Regions from separate parts of the Mus musculus genome. Here region 1 is linked to region 2. The links are chromatin contacts, called in public HiChIP or PLAC-seq maps. All regions are on one chromosome and are shown on one strand. The core of a region is the stretch at or near the end of the contact, and the rest is flanking DNA. Distances in the headings are between cores, read along the strand shown.

Region 1 (2,700 bases), core at 85-2,584, 79 kb after region 2:
TGTGTCCAAGGCTTTGGGTTCAATCCCCATACCAGGAAAAAAAAAAGTGTTAACATTTAGAAATAGAAGTGAAGTTAAAGACACGAGGCTATAAGAAGATAGTTCTAGTGTGTTGATGATGCTGTTTCCATGTGATTATTGCAAACATGGTTCTTCTGTTTTACAATCTTTTTATGTGTTTGTTTGGTTTGAGACAGAATCTCACTGTGTATCTCTGGCTACAGGGAACTCACTATACAGACAAATCTGGCCTTGAACTCAGACTGCCTTTGCTTCCCAAATCCTTTGCAAGTGTGCTTCTTTAGAAGTTGAATTACAAAGTAAGGAATTTCATTTCTCTAATAATGCATGCATTTTATTTCTACTCTTGACTGTCCATCCTTATATTAACTTTATTTTGCTACTTTGGACATATAAACTTGCACTTTTACACTGCATTTAAATATTGTTAGGTTCCTTTTCTGAAATTGTCAGTATCTTTAAACTTCGGAGCCCAACAGCGTCCATAGTCCCTCCAGATCAAACATTGAAATATACATTAATATCTATTTTTTTTCTCATCATTGCTACTTATTTCCCTGGAGTCGTTTTAATGATCTTAAGCTTATACTGGTATTAGAAATGCTGATGGACTTTTGCCAGGCTCCCCAGACATCCTCTGAATTTGGCTGCAAGTTTTTGCCTTATGGGACAAGTTTGAATCCTGTGAATCAAATTTTAATTAAAATAAATTACTTTGACTGCATGGTTTCTGGTGTTTTTAGTTGTGTGGTTTTAATTATTCATTTTAAGTAAAGATCTGAGATGAGGAAAAAAACAGCAAAGACAAGAGTTGGTTTTTTGTTGTTGTTGTTGTTGTTGTTGTTGTTTTCTTAAAACAAAATGTACATGAAAGAAACAGGTAGGAGTCAAAGATAACCAAGCTCATGATACTCTGGTTAGATTGATGTTAAGTAAGGAAGTTTTACATTATAAATAAATATGACTACTTCTTTTTCCTGAAAATCAGTAAAGGAAAGGAAATTGCCCCCATCTTCCAGTCCTAGCATCTACTAAAAGCAGAGAGCAAAAAATATACAACCATCTGTGTGTTCTTATGAGAGGATTAACAGGCGTGCTAGAGCCTCCAGTGAGATATCCAGAGCTCAGGGCTGGGGGCAGATGACACAGATACTTTACTCACAAGATTCCGTGGTTCCTGCCCACCCATCCCAGGAAAGAGAAACGAAAGACTATCGGAAGAAAAGGAATAGGAGTTTGAAGACATGTGGTGTGCCTCTACCAAACGATCCAGGAATTCTAGAGAACTGTTAAGTTCTGGGACTAACACCATGGGCTCCTGACTCAGCAACAGCCTCACTCAGTTCAGTGCAGCCACAAATTCTGGTGCAGTTCGTGTGTGCTGGGTTAATGTGTTTCTTGAACCTGAATTAGAGCTGTGCTCCTGATACGTTTCTATACTTCATTGTAATAACTAGCAAAGTAGAAGCCGTTTAATAACTGGTAGTGCTCCCAATACTGAAGGGTGATCTCAGAGAGAGCAATTTCAGATCTATGTTGAGCCTGGTCAGTGCAAAGGGGAGCATGAAAAGTCTACGTCTAGTCTCATAAACCAAACCAAGTCTTTATTGAAAATGGTTAGGCATACAGAATTTTTGGAGAAAATAAATAAGTCATGGATAGTAAATACGTGATCACTTCAAGGGTATTTTGATACAAGTTTAGAAGGGTCGTAGAATGTAGCTGCCTGGGGCCACATGAACTGGGTTCCCCTGAAAGGCGGGCTGGGGCTGAAAGAGATCAGACGGTGAGAAAAGAATGAGGTCAAGACAAATCTTTCTGTTCAAAGCCTCTGAAGTTTACTGAGAGTCCGTGCTTATAAGAGGCCCATCCCCCGCCAGCCCATTCTCGGTGCCTGGAGCAAGGCAGTAGGCGATCTACAGGGTGTGTCTCCGGAACGTCTCAAGGACCTTTCAGCAGAAAGCAGAGTCTTGGAGAAGAGCAAATAGAGCCATCAAGGTCAGAAGGCTCTACCCTAGGTAATCTCCTTCTTAGTGGCAGCAAGGTCAAAGTCTGGATCAGCCTGCTTCAAGGCTGAGGGAGGCTACAGTAGAATTTATACTATTAAGAGGAATTTCTTGTGTTAAATCAGATGAGTAAGAATTTAGAGCTTTTGAAGTAGTCTCCATCCTTTGTTTTTCTGATTATGTCTATCTGCTTGTCTCTGTTCTCTGTTCTATCTATCCATCCACCCATCCATCCACCCATCCACCCATCCACCCATCCACCCATCCACCCATCCATCCATCCATCCACCTAGCTATCTTACAGAAAACTGGAGATAAGCCCTGCTGTGGATCTCCCTTCAAATAGCGTGCCTTTTGAGAAAGAGAAGAGCTTTAGTGGAAAGCATAACAATTGGCTAGAGGGCCTGATCTACTGGCATCTCGGGTGATCTTTTAGCTCACCACAGTTATAAGCAGGAAAGTATACCAGGCCCCAGGAGAAATGGTAGAAATTACTAGTGCCATTTGAAAGTGAGAAAGACAAGACAATCCATCTGACTGACTTGCCCTTTAAATCTCCCATTTGTTTAATATGAAGATGAATGGGTTCTGCAGATTCACTGTGTCTGTTACAGTCCAAAACAAGTTTGTGCCAACTACAGATGTCCAGGGTATGGCATTGTTTCTAAAATTA
Region 2 (2,700 bases), core at 201-2,700:
CTAAACTAAAATTTTATTTATCTATATTTTCTAATTTATAGTCATTCTGAAATTAATGTTTGTGTTGGCTTCCACTGTAATGAACACCAAAGAGTTTGTCAAGCTTGGACAAGGACATCTTTCACCAGCCATTTATAGACCTCATCTCCAATCCAAAGTCAATTTGAATAGTTCCATATTTGCATCTTATAAATGAGGTAAATGAGAACTTGGAAGATAAGGTAAATTTTCTGAATGGAACAAAGTTACTGGCCAGTTTAGTTTAGAAGTTTAAAGTCCTTTGACCTCTTAGCTTCCGTAATCTTTACACTAATCAACCTTCCAGTAAATTCTGATACCTGCTGGCTAATGGGGTTTCAATATTGCTTTTGTTTTTGTTTTGTTTCAGGGATACAGGGGTTGAGGGAATGGGTGAGGAAGGACAGGAGAGGATCTGGGAACATTGGGTGTAGTCTTGGATTTTTTTCCACAACTTACTTTATTTGGGGTTCTTAAACAATTCTACATCCCTCTAACCCACCAACCAGAGGTAGGGGAAAAACAAGGTTAATAAGTAAAGGTTGTTGGGGACCAGTTTAGAAGTAGTTCCTTGGGGCTATGCTACTCTTCATGGTCAAGATACCAGCAGTTCTGTTCAGTAGTAAACACCAAACACCAATCAATAGTGGCAGCAGCCTGATTCAGCAGAAACAGCAAGGTTCTGCTGAGTCTGAATGAGTCAGCAAAAGCTGTCAGAATTAGCCAGAATGCCCCGAGAAGTTCTTTTGTGCATATGCTTTCTATGAAGTGAAGACCAGTAAAGACCAACAAAGACCATCAAAGACCAATGAAGCACTGTACCGCAGAGCAATGCAATAGCATCCTCTCACTGTTTATGGGGTTCCATTTATATTCTTTCTAAACATCACATGCCTTCTCAAGTGTCTGATTTCAGCAAAATATCACATGCCTTCTCACAAGACACTTTCCAGAAAAACATCATGTGACACAACTGAATTGATAAAGAAACCAGAAATTTCTACTTCACTGGGAGAAGAGAAAGTAGGATCAAAATATATTGTATGAAAAAAATTAATAAAATAAAACAAATAACTTGCAATAGAGTGGGACTTGAGTCTGTCTTTGGCCTTTTCTCTTTCTCTGTTCTGAAATACAATACAGGGCTCAGGGATACCTGGAGATCCCATGCCAATTTCTCAGGGGAGATCCCATCCCTCTGAGAAAGCACAACACACAACTGATCTGGATAAAAGGGGACGGAAAGAGAGCAAGGACCTGGAGAAGGGGTAGAGGCAGGCAGACAGGAGCAGAGCCAGAGGGCAGAGAAAGAGAAGTGAGGCAGAGAAGGACAGAAAAGAAGGACAGAAAGGGCAAGAGAGAAATGGCCAGGAACACTTGGGAACAGAGAAAGAGAACTGGAGTAGGAAACAGTCCTTGTATATGCTGCCCACACCTGGCAGTGGCAGGTGATTGCAGCTGATGATGATGCAATCCATTGCTAGGACCCTGGGAAGAGCCTAGTGGAATGTTGTGTAAGCCAACACTCTACCTCGTATCCCATCTCTTCTCCCTTCTCTGCTTTTGCCTTCAAAGTGTCGTTGAGTTGGCCTGTGATATGTTATTCTCCACCAGTAATATGAGCCAACTCAAGTCAGATTAATGTACATAAAGGCAGGTTTATTGTGAATTCACTTTCAGGCTGGCTGAAAGACAAAGACAGGGAAAAGAGGCAAAGAAAGAAATAAAGTGTGAATGGAGAGAGAGAGGGAGAGGGAGAGGGGGGGAGAGAGAGGGAGAGAGAACAAAATTTCTATATTATATAGGGAAAAGTTTCAGAAGGAGTGGAAGCCAAGCCCCTGGGCTGAAGAGTTCAGGGTTATGGGCAGGGTATTCCAGGTAAGGACTAAAGGATGCTGGGAAAACCTGGAGCCCAGGTCTACTTTGGTACATTAAATATGTACTTCAGATATTTATCCATATCGGAAATCCAACATCCAGTATGTATAATCAGTAATGTATCTAATCACAAAAGAATTAGGAATGAAGTTACATTACTTAGAGTAAATACTACATGTTCTTACTTTATCTTATATGTTCTATTGTGCCTCAGATTATCTCATTCTAAAACTGCCAATTTTACTTAGGAAATTATTATCTATTTCTCTTTTCTTTTTTTATTATCAGGAGTGTTCATTTTCTAGGTGTCCAACTTAAAGTATCTTCATGTCATTCACAACTCTTTCTCATATCACCGTTATACAACATGCACACACAACTGCTTACCAAATTCAATCATCACTCCTATCTAAAATGACAGTCTAACTGTTAAGTTGGTTTCACAGACCTATTAAAAAATCTAATAGACAATCATTCCCTACAGTGCATTGATACACAAATGTACATAGGGTTTCACAGAGGTCATAGATACCATGAAACAGAGCCTCACTCCCCAGACTCAAAACCTTTCTCTTCATTGAGCATTTTCTCCTTCTGTGTCAGATGTTGCCACCCTTTCTGTCATCTTTTATCTGCTCTTCCTTTTGTCTCAAGTATATTTATTAAGAAGATTTAAATATAAACATTCTAGAAGAAACCTCGGAGCATTCCAAGCCCTGGACATGGCACCTTGCAGTCAGCACACAATCTGCAAAGAATTACATATGCCCTATGTGTCTCTTCCCAGCTCAGTCCAGTGATCTC

What was found. HiChIP or PLAC-seq counts read pairs in DNA pulled down with a chosen protein or histone mark.
Region 1: a contact with region 2 is called in an H3K27ac HiChIP or PLAC-seq map of embryonic stem cells, with 11 read pairs. The contact joins two enhancer-like sites. A contact is called at or near these places in 30 of 484 Hi-C or Micro-C datasets (the AML12 cell line, the Patski cell line, bone marrow-derived macrophages and 8 more) and 6 of 115 datasets of contacts at active chromatin or transcription factors (all in embryonic stem cells).

What each region holds. Positions count from the first base shown.
Region 1 is chr15:41,407,622-41,410,321 of GRCm38.p6, forward strand. No RefSeq gene overlaps it. Among named protein-coding and RNA genes, the nearest start is that of Oxr1, 39 kb to the right of the region's middle. Within about 2 kb of position 1,335, at least 7 of the 459 cell types and tissues checked have an H3K27ac peak or open chromatin away from gene starts, as enhancers often do. A contact at or near this core is called in embryonic stem cells, where this site is marked.
Region 2 is chr15:41,328,816-41,331,515 of GRCm38.p6, forward strand. No RefSeq gene overlaps it. Among named protein-coding and RNA genes, the nearest start is that of Gm41312, 13 kb to the left of the region's middle. Within about 2 kb of position 1,451, at least 18 of the 459 cell types and tissues checked have an H3K27ac peak or open chromatin away from gene starts, as enhancers often do. A contact at or near this core is called in embryonic stem cells, where this site is marked.